Regions from separate parts of the Mus musculus genome. Here region 1 is linked to region 2. Evidence: chromatin contacts called from public Micro-C data. All regions are on one chromosome and are shown on one strand. Each heading gives the region's core, a stretch centred on a gene start, on an enhancer-like site or on the middle of the called end of the contact. The rest is flanking DNA. Distances are from core to core; before and after follow the strand shown. Region 1 overlaps Cep128 (centrosomal protein 128). Region 2 overlaps Cep128 (centrosomal protein 128).

Region 1 (5,905 bases), core at 1,720-4,219, 240 kb after region 2:
TCAATGTAAACCAGGTTAGCCTCGAACTCAGAAATCCTTCGGCCTCTGCCTCCAGAGTGCTAGGACTGAAGACATCCATCATTTCGCCAGATCCTTAGTTGAATTAAAATATTTTCCTTTAAAATACTGTTAACTTTACAGAAGAATTGCAAAGATAGCCCAGAGATTTTATACATTCTTCAAAAAGTTTTCTCTTAAACTAACATGTAACATAGTATGTTACATTTACCAAAATTGAAATAATCACGTCATATTAGGCTAAAGATTCTATTTCCACTAAATGTACTTTTTGTTCCAACAATTGATATATACTGTACTGCATTCAGCTGACTCCTTTTCCATAGCCTCATATAACCAGTTAGTTTCTGGGTTTCCCTTGTCATTTAACTTATCAGTGTTTCTACAGTGTACTGGTCAAGTATGAATTTGGCAAGAGGTGGAGAAAGGAATGGACACTATAATTAAAGTACCTTCTACTGCATCACATTGTAGGGCCAACATGACTCATGGTGAGATTACCCTCAGATGCTAGAGTAAAGTAAGGTGATGTCCATCACACTTTGATAGAATAATTTAGTCCCCTCTGTAAGATAGTCTCCAGTTACACCCACTTTCACCTTATTTTCCACCTCTGAGAAGAAAATATCTAATAATGTGTTTAAATGAGTAAAAAGCATCATTACCGTTGTACTTGGGAATGTTTTGAGGCTACACAAACACTCAAGGAATTTTAGCTCAAGTCCAAATCCATAGATCACTATAGCAGTTACTTAGGTCTTTGTTACCAACCCCAAAGTCTCCCCATCAGAACATGCAGTCTAACAGCATCTAGAGACTTAGTAAGTTTACTCACAGGTCATGCTCACTAGGTAATAAAATCCTGAATGTCTTTATTCAAATCCCAGAAGGCATACTATATCAAAATAATTAATGAGTGATCTAGAATTATGTCCAACTATGTAAGTGAATATAATACACTCAGCAAGTCTCCATCAAACATGATGTTTTCTAAGTCCCTAGGGAACTCCAATCACCTATCTCTTCCAATATGTCTTGTCAAGTATGTGTTGGTCTGTCTGTAGCTTGTGACACTAGGCAACCTTCTAAATCCTACCTGATTTGTTTAGAGCAATCTGTTTCCATCCCAGTGATATGTTCTGAGCATCTAAACTCATAACCCATCTCTAACACATCGATGCCTCTGCCTTGTAAAGAAAGACTGTCATTTAACAGGTAATATGTGAAACAGTCATGTTCATTCTCACACAAATGAATATTTACTCCATTTGTCTCGTCTTGTAATCAATGTAAGTACTTATTATTCTCATTGGTATAAAACTAAATGAATTTAACTTAAATCAAGTTATGAAACTAAAACTGTCTTTTAAATTCAAATACCCATGCAAATAGGTTTAATTTTTTTTTAAAACACATCTATTTCTCTCTTTCTTCCTTTTTTTTTTTTGGGGGGGGGGGGGGGTTCGAGACAGGGTTTCTCTGTGTAGCCCTGGCTGTCCTGGAACTCACTTTGTAGACCAGGCTGGTCTTGAACTCAGAAACCCGCCTGCCTCTGCCTCCGCCTCCCAAGTGCTGGGATTAAAGGTGTGCGCCACCACTGCCTGGCTATCTACATCTCTCAAACATCCAAGAACATAAAGCAATCTTATACTCCTTCTTTCTTATCCACTTCAAGTTTCAGCACTTGATCACCTCTTTACAATAACGCTTTTCAAAAATAATAGTTTTCTGCTGAAGTCTACTTACTGCCTAAAACTTTATTTGATACTTTCCTTTTTAATATCCCTTGTGGTGTAAGGATGTGTAAGTCTGAGAAATTTTAGGCAATGGGATCCTTTAATTCTATTGTTTCAGGAAGAAGTGCACATACGAGGCACTGAGGAGTCATCAGAGCAAAGGACCCACTTGTGTTACATCAAGAAATGCCATCCCATTCAGACATCATCTCTGCTTTTACAGCAGCATGAGGCAGCAGACACATCAGCCCAGGGGCAATATTCTAACCTTGAATATTAAAGCAATTCTTCTTCATTAGGTAGTTCAGCATAAAAGTCACAAAAGTCTATACCATTCAGTCTGGATTGGAACAGCCTTCAACTTCTGAAAACAGATTAACACTGAAAAAGAAACATTTTACGAATGGGCAAGTCAAAATGACGAGCTATTGTGTTAAGCATTCACTCTAAGGGTTAACTCGTCTACTTCCTCTCTGAAGGGGCTAACCCCTGCACTGGTTTCTGTCTCCCTTTGACTAGACCAGGCAACTCAGAATTACATTAAAACTGACCTCGTAAAAGCAGCTATAAAAGAAAAGAAAGGATCACTTGCTGGTGAATGTCTACAACTGTGTTGTTTTGCCCTTTTAAGCTTAGTTTTCTTAGAGCCGCTTAGCCATAAAGCTATGGTGTGCCCTGCTCCAGAACTGTCATTGTCTTTTACAGTTTTAAGATCACAGGGATACCACAGAGTCTTAATAGAGGGCCCCTGAGGCACATTTAAATCTTTAAAAACAACAATTTTTCTTTTTTCCTTGAGTGTGGCTATTTGCACTACAAGGACAAACACATTGAACACTATTACAGTTCTTTAGAAGCAGATGAATGTAAACACTTACTGTTGTGGATTACCAAGAACGCAACCTTTCCTTTAGTGAGTGGAGGAAAAGGCAAAAGGAAAATGTGTGTGGAAACTCCCGCATCTTTCACAATAAACGTGTTTACCAAGCGTCTCTAATAGATGACACATTCAAATATGTGGAACAAATAGAAATTACAGGCTCCTTGTGTCTGCTGCAAAGGGACCAGCAAACTTGGTTATAATGATGGCACTAGAACCCTTAGTGAAAGATTGCATGCTAACTTTCTCATGGGCAGGGCCACTGGTATTCCCAGAGCAAAGCCATGAGCATCACGTGTCCTGATTCATGCTCAGCAGTGTTACAATGCATACCTCTGGTCACAGGGAAGAACGTGGAAATGATTCACTTGGAAACCCGCAAAACTAAAACAGGAAGAAAAAGACCTCCGGACTCATCTGAAACATGAGTCAGAATCATTATGCTCGCAGGGATGAACGGTCCGGTCAGCCTTTTTTTTTTCAGTATTTTATTTTCAGATAAAAACACATCACTGAGAAACAGAGCACAGATGCTCTTTCTCTACTTTTATGTTTAAATTTCCCACATAAAGATGAAGTAAAAGTCAGAGAATAAATACCTTAAGATTTCCAGATTACAATGAGATTACAATACCAATCAGATCACATGATACATAAGTTGAAGTTAGAAGTTGGTATTTATGTATATTATAAATGTCAACAATATCTTTGAGGACATTTGTTTACTCCCTGTTGAAAAGAAATTGTATTAAGGAGACAGGATTTATGAAATATTATGATAGAAACTGAATTTTCTTTTAAGAACACAGTTGGAAAAAAAAAAAGAACACAGTTGGGTGGCTAGCTCTGAAATTCTCTGTAGAAGCCTAAATACAACTCCAAAGCCTCAAACAAATGGACTAACGCACACTGGAAGAAAGTTTTCTGTGAAACCCAAGGACGCTGTTGCTCAGAATGAATGTGATTTGCTTAAATTAATGGAGATTTTTAGTTCGTCGAGTTCCACGAATTTCCAAAGGCTGTTTTTTCCTAAATCAAGTCAGAGATTGCTCCCCACGAGAAGGAGCTCAAGTCATGGAAAATCTTAGCCTTTAAGTCCACCCAGTTGGAGATTATCTGTGCCAACAAAAACTAATGCTCAAAAAAATGGTTTCTATCAAGTCAGAAAAACAATACACTTATATTCTAAATCTCTAAACAAACAAGTTTTCGACTCAAAACTAGCTAAATGGATTTTTTAAACTGTTAAAAAGCAGTTTATTTTATAGCCATGACCAGGGAAAGAAAAGCCTGCATTAAAAGCTACAACTAAAACAAACAAACTCCCTGTTTGGTTTTGGTAAGGTGGTGAGACTGCATGATGAAAATCTCAAGGAGATCCAATACACATGCCGACATGACACCTGCTCATCTGGGAGCTATCAGTGTAAAGGACACAAGTTCATAGGCCTGACAGTTGCTGGTCCCAGGGGTACATTCCTTTAATCCCAGCACTTGGGAGGCAGAGGCAGGTGGATGTCTGTAAGTTCAAAGCCAGACTGAGCTATCTAGTGATGCTTGGGCTCAAAAGGTGGGGAAAACCTGCTGACAGTTGAACCTGTAGGCTTCCCTCACGTGAGAGGCAAGCACATAAGTAGTCACAAGGAGCTGGCTTTTTTTTTTTTTTTTTTTTCCGAGACAGGGTTTCTCTGTATAGCCCTGGCTTTCCTGGAACTCACTTTGTAGACCAGGCTGGCCTCAAACTCAGAAATCCACCTGCCTCTGCCTCCCAAGTGCTGGGATTAAAGGCATGCACCACCATGCCCGGAGCTGGCTTTTAATGGTCATTGTAGACTCTACTACAAGTGGTTAAGTTCAAGTTATCAAAAGTAAAACATTATCTAATGATAATTCTAATCCTTAGCAAGGAGCCTTAAAGTTGTCTACGGTTTTCTAACATAAAGCCCAGAGATTTGCTTTGGGAATGGGCCTCTCCATGCCATCTGATTATCTCCTTTTCTTGTATGATCTGGTGCTTACTATGCTGGGAATCCAAGAGACTTTACAAGGAATATTGTGGTAGGATACATCAGAATTTATTCTGACCTACTTTCCCTAAGCAAACTTCGGGAAACTTCTCAACTCCAGTCAAAATATATTATTGGAGTCTGTTACTGTTTGAGGCACCTGGATCCAATGAGGCCAAAGAAGGTCATGGGTTCAGTCACCATGAATGCCAATTTGCTTTGCTTTGCCTCACAGCCATAATCTTTACCTCTAACACCTTAGCCAAAGGCCATGGGGAAGATGGACTAGGCCAGAGATCTGGGATGAGTCAGCAAAACTCCACTACCATGACTATGAAAATAATTCAAGACTAAACGCCCTCCTGACCAGTGTCAGGATTTCAGCCTTCAACTGTTTATAAATTTGCAGATCTGCAAAACAAATGCGTCGTTACTGCTTAAGAAGTTGGTGGGCTGAAATGCCATGCAAGCCTTTTAAAGTCTTTAATTCAAAAACAACAGTGGTAATAAGCATTATTCCCTGAAAGACCACTGCTTTTACTGGAACAGATTGTATTTTTATGCAATCTTTTACTTAATAAAAAACTTGCAAGTAAAGTTAAATGTGAGCCCAGCAAGGCACTTTCCAGGATTTCCTTCAAAATCAGAAGGCAGAATGCTCTTAGCAGAGGCTCTGTTTTCATCTGAGTAGTTTCCTCTCAAAAAAGCAACCCCGGCTTTTCTCAGAGGACCAGAGCAATGTGATATCCATTTGACGCTCTAAGTGGGGCCACTGAGCTAGAACTGTTGACAAACAGAAGATCATAGATAATTGTGGAAATTGAAATTAGAATTTCTCAAGGTTCATCTGTCTGCGGACAGAAAAGCCCGTAAACACACAACATCTTCCATTGTTCAGAGGCCCCAGGAATGTTATTTTATGCCTTTTGGTTTGGGGGTTTTGGGTTTTTACTACTTTCTAATAAAAATAAAACAGGACGGAATGGATGAATAAAGCTATCTGTAGCTGAGTGCTCTTTGTTTGCACAATATTACTATGCACTCAGTAGCTGCCCAATAAATATTAATTGATAATGATGGAAAAGGATTTTATAAACAGATGGCCTAGCAAAAATTCACTGAAGGATGTAGACAGAAGCATCGACCCTGTAACACAGAGATGATACTAATCCTACTTACAGAAACTCTCAGGCTATGGTCAGGCAGTTGTTCAGTCAACAAGAGCAAAAGACACTTTTCATCATTACCAAAGACTCAGCAGCACT
Region 2 (5,415 bases), core at 489-2,988:
AAAACAATGACTTCATGACATTCACAGGCAAATGGATGGAACTTGAAAATATCATCCTGAGTTAGGAAACCCAGTCAGGAAAGAACACACACTGTATGCATTCACTGATAAGTAGATATTAGCCCAAAAGTTCAGAATACCCAAGATACAATTCACAGACCAACTGAAGCTCAAGAAGAAGGAAGACCAAAGTGTGGATGCTTCAGTGCTTCCTAGAAGAGGTAACAAAACACTCACAGGAGCAAATGTGGAGACAAAGTGTGGAGCAGAGACTGAAGGAAAGTTCGGCCAGAGACTGCCCCACCTGGGGATCCATCCCATCTACAGTCACCAAACATGGACACTATTGCAGATGACAGAGGTGCTTGCTGACTTGAGCTGTCTCCTGAGAGGCTCTGCCAGAGCCTGACAAATACAGAAGTGGATGCTTGAAGCCAACCATTGGATTGAGCACAGGGTCCCCAATGGAGAAATTGGAGAAGGGACTAAAGGAGCTGAGGGGGTTTGCAGCCCCATGCAGGGAGCAACAGTGTCAACAGTCCAGACCCCCTGGAGCTCCCAGGGACTGGACCACCAATAATAGAGTACACATAGCTCCAGCCACATATGTGGCAGAGGATGGCCTTGTTGAACATCAGTGGGAGGAGTGGCCCTTGGGCCTGAGGGGGTTCAATGCCCCAGTGTAAGGGAAGGCCAGGGTAGTAAGGCGGCAGTGGGTGGGTGGGTAGGGGAGCACCCTCATTGAGGCAGGGGAAGGAGGGAGGGGTAGGAAGTTTCTGGAGGGGAGACCTGGAAAGGGGATAACATTAGAAATGTAAATTTAAAAAATCCAATAAAAGAAAGAAAAAAAGCTAAACACACACACACACACACACACACACACACACACACACAAAAGAAAGAAAGAAAAAGAAAAAAGAAAAAGAAGAAGAGAGAGACACAAGTAATGGGGTGAATAGGTAGGAATCTACAAAATGTACCTTAAAGGAAGAATGAAGGTGAAAGATGGCACTATCTTTCTCCTGGGAGTGCCCAATTCCACACTGAAATGGCTACTTGCAGGAGGGAAAAGGTGGTGTTCAGTGTGTGGCATCTGGGCTACAGCACCAGGGAAAATTATCAGCAGAATAAAATAAAGCCTATGGCCCAGGCAATGTAAATGACAGCTGATATGATTTCTAAGATAAACTATTCCCAGAGAGACATGCAAGAATAGCAGTTGGGGAGTAGAGGAAGAAAGCCAGCAACTCAGAACCCAACACATCATAATTTTTTTCAAGGACTTATTTACACTTAACAACACAGAATTCAGGTCTCCAGATGTGAAGCTAGTCACACATTTGCAGAAAAAAAAAATCTCTGATGCCTGAACAGGTCAAATTGCAGTGTTGACTATGTCACAGCTTATGAATAGGCTTGTGTCATCAAAATGTGTGGGAAATATTAGGGTGGTCTTATATTTTCAGAAAGAACAGCGATATGAATCTGATGACCTCCAATTACAGCTGGGCCAAGGAGAGCCCTGCAGATGACATCTCCTTTGTTTCCCTCAAGGGCACACATTCCCTGAGCTTCTTGGAAGAAAATGATGACAAGAAACCCCATCTAAGCACAGGACCCTTTGGCCCAAGCTCCTTCCTCCTGAGGACTGAATTACAGCCTCATCATTGTAAGGCTGCCATGTGTGTGACACAGTCTTAAATAGCACAACCACACAGTCCACCCTGGTGGTTAAATGGCTCATCTATGTGCAATTCCAACAATCCTCATCTTGGTTTACTCACAGAGTCATTGACTCAACCCTCTGCGGGGCGTTGTCATGTTCTGTCCACCTGGTGCTGTGTGTAACTACCTCTCAGTGTTACATGCCAGAGGGGCTGCAGCTGAGAATAGCCAAGACCTGAGCTGGACATTTTAAAACAAACTATTTGGCTGACTTTGTGTCACATTTTCTTCTTCCTATTTGGTTTGGCTTTAATTAAAACACTATTATCAATCTGTATTTCCTAATACACACAGAGAGGCACAGAAGAAAAGTGGGTAACGGATACAAAATTAAACTCAGATTACCTACCCTTGTGCAACCAATGGGTAGCTGGGCTGTTTTCATATATCTAATGATATAGAGGAAAACCACAAATGAATAACTTGTTTATACATCCCTGTAGGAAGCACACCTGAGGGATGGGTTATCCTGTATGCCCAACAATAAAGCAGATGCGGTTTTCAGCTATTCAACTTAAATAGCCTAAATATTCCTAGCTATGAAATACTTAACTGCTTTATCTTCCATCTGAGCTGCACTCTGAGCATTCACTGTAGTCTGACTAGCTTCTTCCCAAGGTGGAAGTTTAAATAGCAGATTCGGCTGTTTAAGAGAGATGGGAGTTAGGAAAGAGTAGGAGAGCTCTCTTATCTTAAAGTTATTGGGAATACTCAAAATAGTACAGTGGTAAAAATAACATGAATACACAGCATAATTTCCAGCTAATTTTTGAATTCTTACATTTAGAGAAAATACATCATTCAGTGTTTTTAAATGGTTCCCCAGGTAAGTCCTTATTGCACTTAAAACCACAAAGTCTAGAGAAATCAGTACTTGAAACATTGTCCCCTCCAGGATGGTAAGGAACACCGGGATTTAACGTAATGTGCACAAGTTGGCTTGATTTCACAAAACTGCACTGAAAGAAACGATTGTCAGTTCCCAGGTCTACGAAAAGAGGGAATATGCAGAACGATGGCTTTTTAGTGGCCACCCCTGGGCAGTCTCAGCTACCAGGAGTGTTGCTCAGACTCTCGTTTACTATAGGTAATGGAACATCCAGGATGCTCAGCTCAGTGATTTTAGATTAGGGAGGTCTCGTCATATGACATTAGACTTTTCTTCTCTGCCAATTCTACCAACAGAAATTTTATCTTATATAGAAGTGACAGACTTATTCCCAACATCCCTGTGCCAGTTCATCTCTCAAAATACATTTTCCCATTAGATTCCCATGAAGCTAGTCCAGGAGTCGGGAGAGTAGCCAGATCCAGCCAGTTACCTGTTTTCACAGGACCATGAACTGCAGCAGTCATTATATTTTTATTTGGTTGAAATAAACCAAAGGAGAGTGAAGTTGTATGAAATCAAAATGTCAGGGTCCTTAAACCAAGCTTTACTGAAACCTAACCTGGGAGTTGCTTAAGCCTTGTCTATGGTGTTTTCCACGATACAGTGCATAGCTCGAGCATGAGACAGGCCCAACTGCAGGTAGTTAGAATCTGGACCTTTCGACAAGCAGAGTGGCTACTGGAAGATGTTGATGTCTATTAAGAATTACTTTCTACTTGACAGAGAACATATTAAGAATTACTTTCTACTTGACAGAGAACATTGTGTGTTTCTGGAGAGGATATGATGATATGTATACGCACACGCACACACACACACACACACACACACACATCCGGTGGCAGGGAGAGGAGAGAACAGAGATAGAAGAGGAGAAGAGAAAGAGTGCCATTTTATTTTACATCTTTACTACTCTCTTTGCAAGTTGGGCATGCATAGAGCAATGCTCAGACTACAGACTATTTCTCAGGACATTGTTTATTCCTTTTAGCAAGTTTTATTTTTTCATTTTCTTCCAATGTCTTATTTCCTTTCTTTCCCACTCCTTCATTTCCACTAATGTATGTACTTAATTCACAATGTGAAGACATTTATTGGGATAGGCACTATGTTAGACATAAGATCAATAAGGGAGATAAAGTCTGTCTTTCTTTGTGGAGCTCGTCTGTCAAAGGATAGCAAAGATATAAATAAAGAGGGTATGCAGGGACCGTGCCTGTGATATGGATGGAGATTTGCTGTGCATAGGCTGGGAAGGTTTAGTCCTAATAAAGAGACAATATCTGAGATGATGCTTAAAGGATGGAAATGAGAAAGTCATTGAGAAATCTATGGAGAAGTGCATTTCTTCTCATTTACCCAGGAGTGGGTAGTGATGCAAAGGTCCAGAGAGCAGAATGATTGTTCTTAATTCCAAGGTCTGAAAACAAAAGGGACACTGTACTGTCTACAGAAACATCTCTTTCAGCTGCCTGCATCAAATATCAACAGTTTTTTTTTTTCAAATTCTAGGTACCAAAATGTGTACTTGTACTTTAGCATATGTTCTTAATTTTAATAGTCCCCCAACTCCCAAAAGCAGATTGCTATTAATTTTATTTAAAGTAAAAAACAAAGAACATTAGTGTTGAATTTCAAATCATGCTCACATGAAGCATTGTGTGTAATACAAGTCTACTTCAAAGGAATCTAATCCGCCCCCCTCCTTTTTCTCCTTATTTTCCTCTTTATTTCTTCTGTAATGTATGCCAGGCTGGCCTCAAAATCGCAATCCTCCTGTCTCAGTCTCCTAAGTCCTACTATATCCATTCTTGAAAAGAACAAGTTAGTCAAACCGTCATCTCAACAGTTCTGGGAAAGACAATATGCTGACAATGAGATTTAGTAATAACTCTAAACAAGTGATAAGCCCTTTTCAGTTATCGTGGCCATCTCATGTGCAGCTTCCGAGAGCCACTGGAGACCTCTTCTGAGCCATCTCCTTAAAATCCCTCATGCCACACAAGCACTCCTGAACCTTTTCTCTAAAAGCTGCTGGGTGACAGTGCAATAATGTTTGAACAAAACCTGTTATTTCTACATAATTTTATACTTATTTCATTACACAATAAAAGGGAATGTATTTTTGCTGTATGTATTTTTAAGTAGGTTCTAATGTTAGGCTAGAGCTAATACACGGGTTTACACTCACTAGGGGGAGAGCAGAAGGACAAAGGAGCAACCTTAACTGTAATTAGTGGAGACACCATGAGACGGACACTGTTCTTGTGCTGGCATCCCAAGACTTGGAGCTGTAGACTGCAGGAGGCTCTTGACTATCGGGGAGCACAAGTCTTCCAAGTGTGCCTGTGCTTGTGGCCAATCTATTGGTTCTCTTATAAAAAGGACATCTATTCAACCAGATTGGGTCATAAAGGTAGAAGATGGCACATAGGCAGTGTTTTCTACCTTCCTTGATTAATAAATACGAGATATTAAGACACTGCATGCCATTTACTGACACACTAATATCATCGTACTATAAAATAAAAGAGTAGAGTTCTATAAAACTAAATCCAGAAACAAATGTAGTACAGACTCTGGCAAACAAGAATGTATTAGAGCTAATTTTAAAATCTGAAAACAATCATGGATTATGATATGAGGAAATGCTTATTCGCCATTTTTCCAGCTCATTTTAGTTTTATCGCCTTTTACACAATCTAAAATTTATGGAAATGTTTGAATGGTGCCTTTAATTTTTGCCAGAATATTTTGAACTTGGTTTAAGACTGAAACTGAAGAAGCCTGAGGAGGGT

The links. A called contact is a pair of places that touch in the nucleus more often than the background predicts.
Region 1: a Micro-C map of muscle stem cells shows a contact between it and region 2, with 5 times the contacts expected there. The contact joins two enhancer-like sites. A contact is called at or near these places in 1 of 39 promoter capture datasets (hippocampal neurons), 1 of 15 datasets of contacts at CTCF or cohesin (pro-B cells), 14 of 484 Hi-C or Micro-C datasets (the C2C12 cell line, the G1E-ER4 cell line, the HL-1 cell line and 8 more) and 1 of 9 other capture datasets (liver).

What each region holds. Positions count from the first base shown.
Region 1 is chr12:91,302,987-91,308,891 of GRCm38.p6, forward strand. All of the region lies in intron 10 of Cep128 (centrosomal protein 128), which reads right to left. Among named protein-coding and RNA genes, the nearest start is that of Cep128, 78 kb to the right of the region's middle. Within about 2 kb of position 2,970, at least 52 of the 459 cell types and tissues checked have an H3K27ac peak or open chromatin away from gene starts, as enhancers often do. A contact at or near this core is called in the C2C12 cell line and muscle stem cells, where this site is marked.
Region 2 is chr12:91,069,008-91,074,422 of GRCm38.p6, forward strand. The region is part of intron 21 of Cep128 (centrosomal protein 128); the gene reads right to left. Among named protein-coding and RNA genes, the nearest start is that of 5430427M07Rik, 26 kb to the left of the region's middle. Within about 2 kb of position 1,739, at least 12 of the 459 cell types and tissues checked have an H3K27ac peak or open chromatin away from gene starts, as enhancers often do. A contact at or near this core is called in the C2C12 cell line and muscle stem cells, where this site is marked.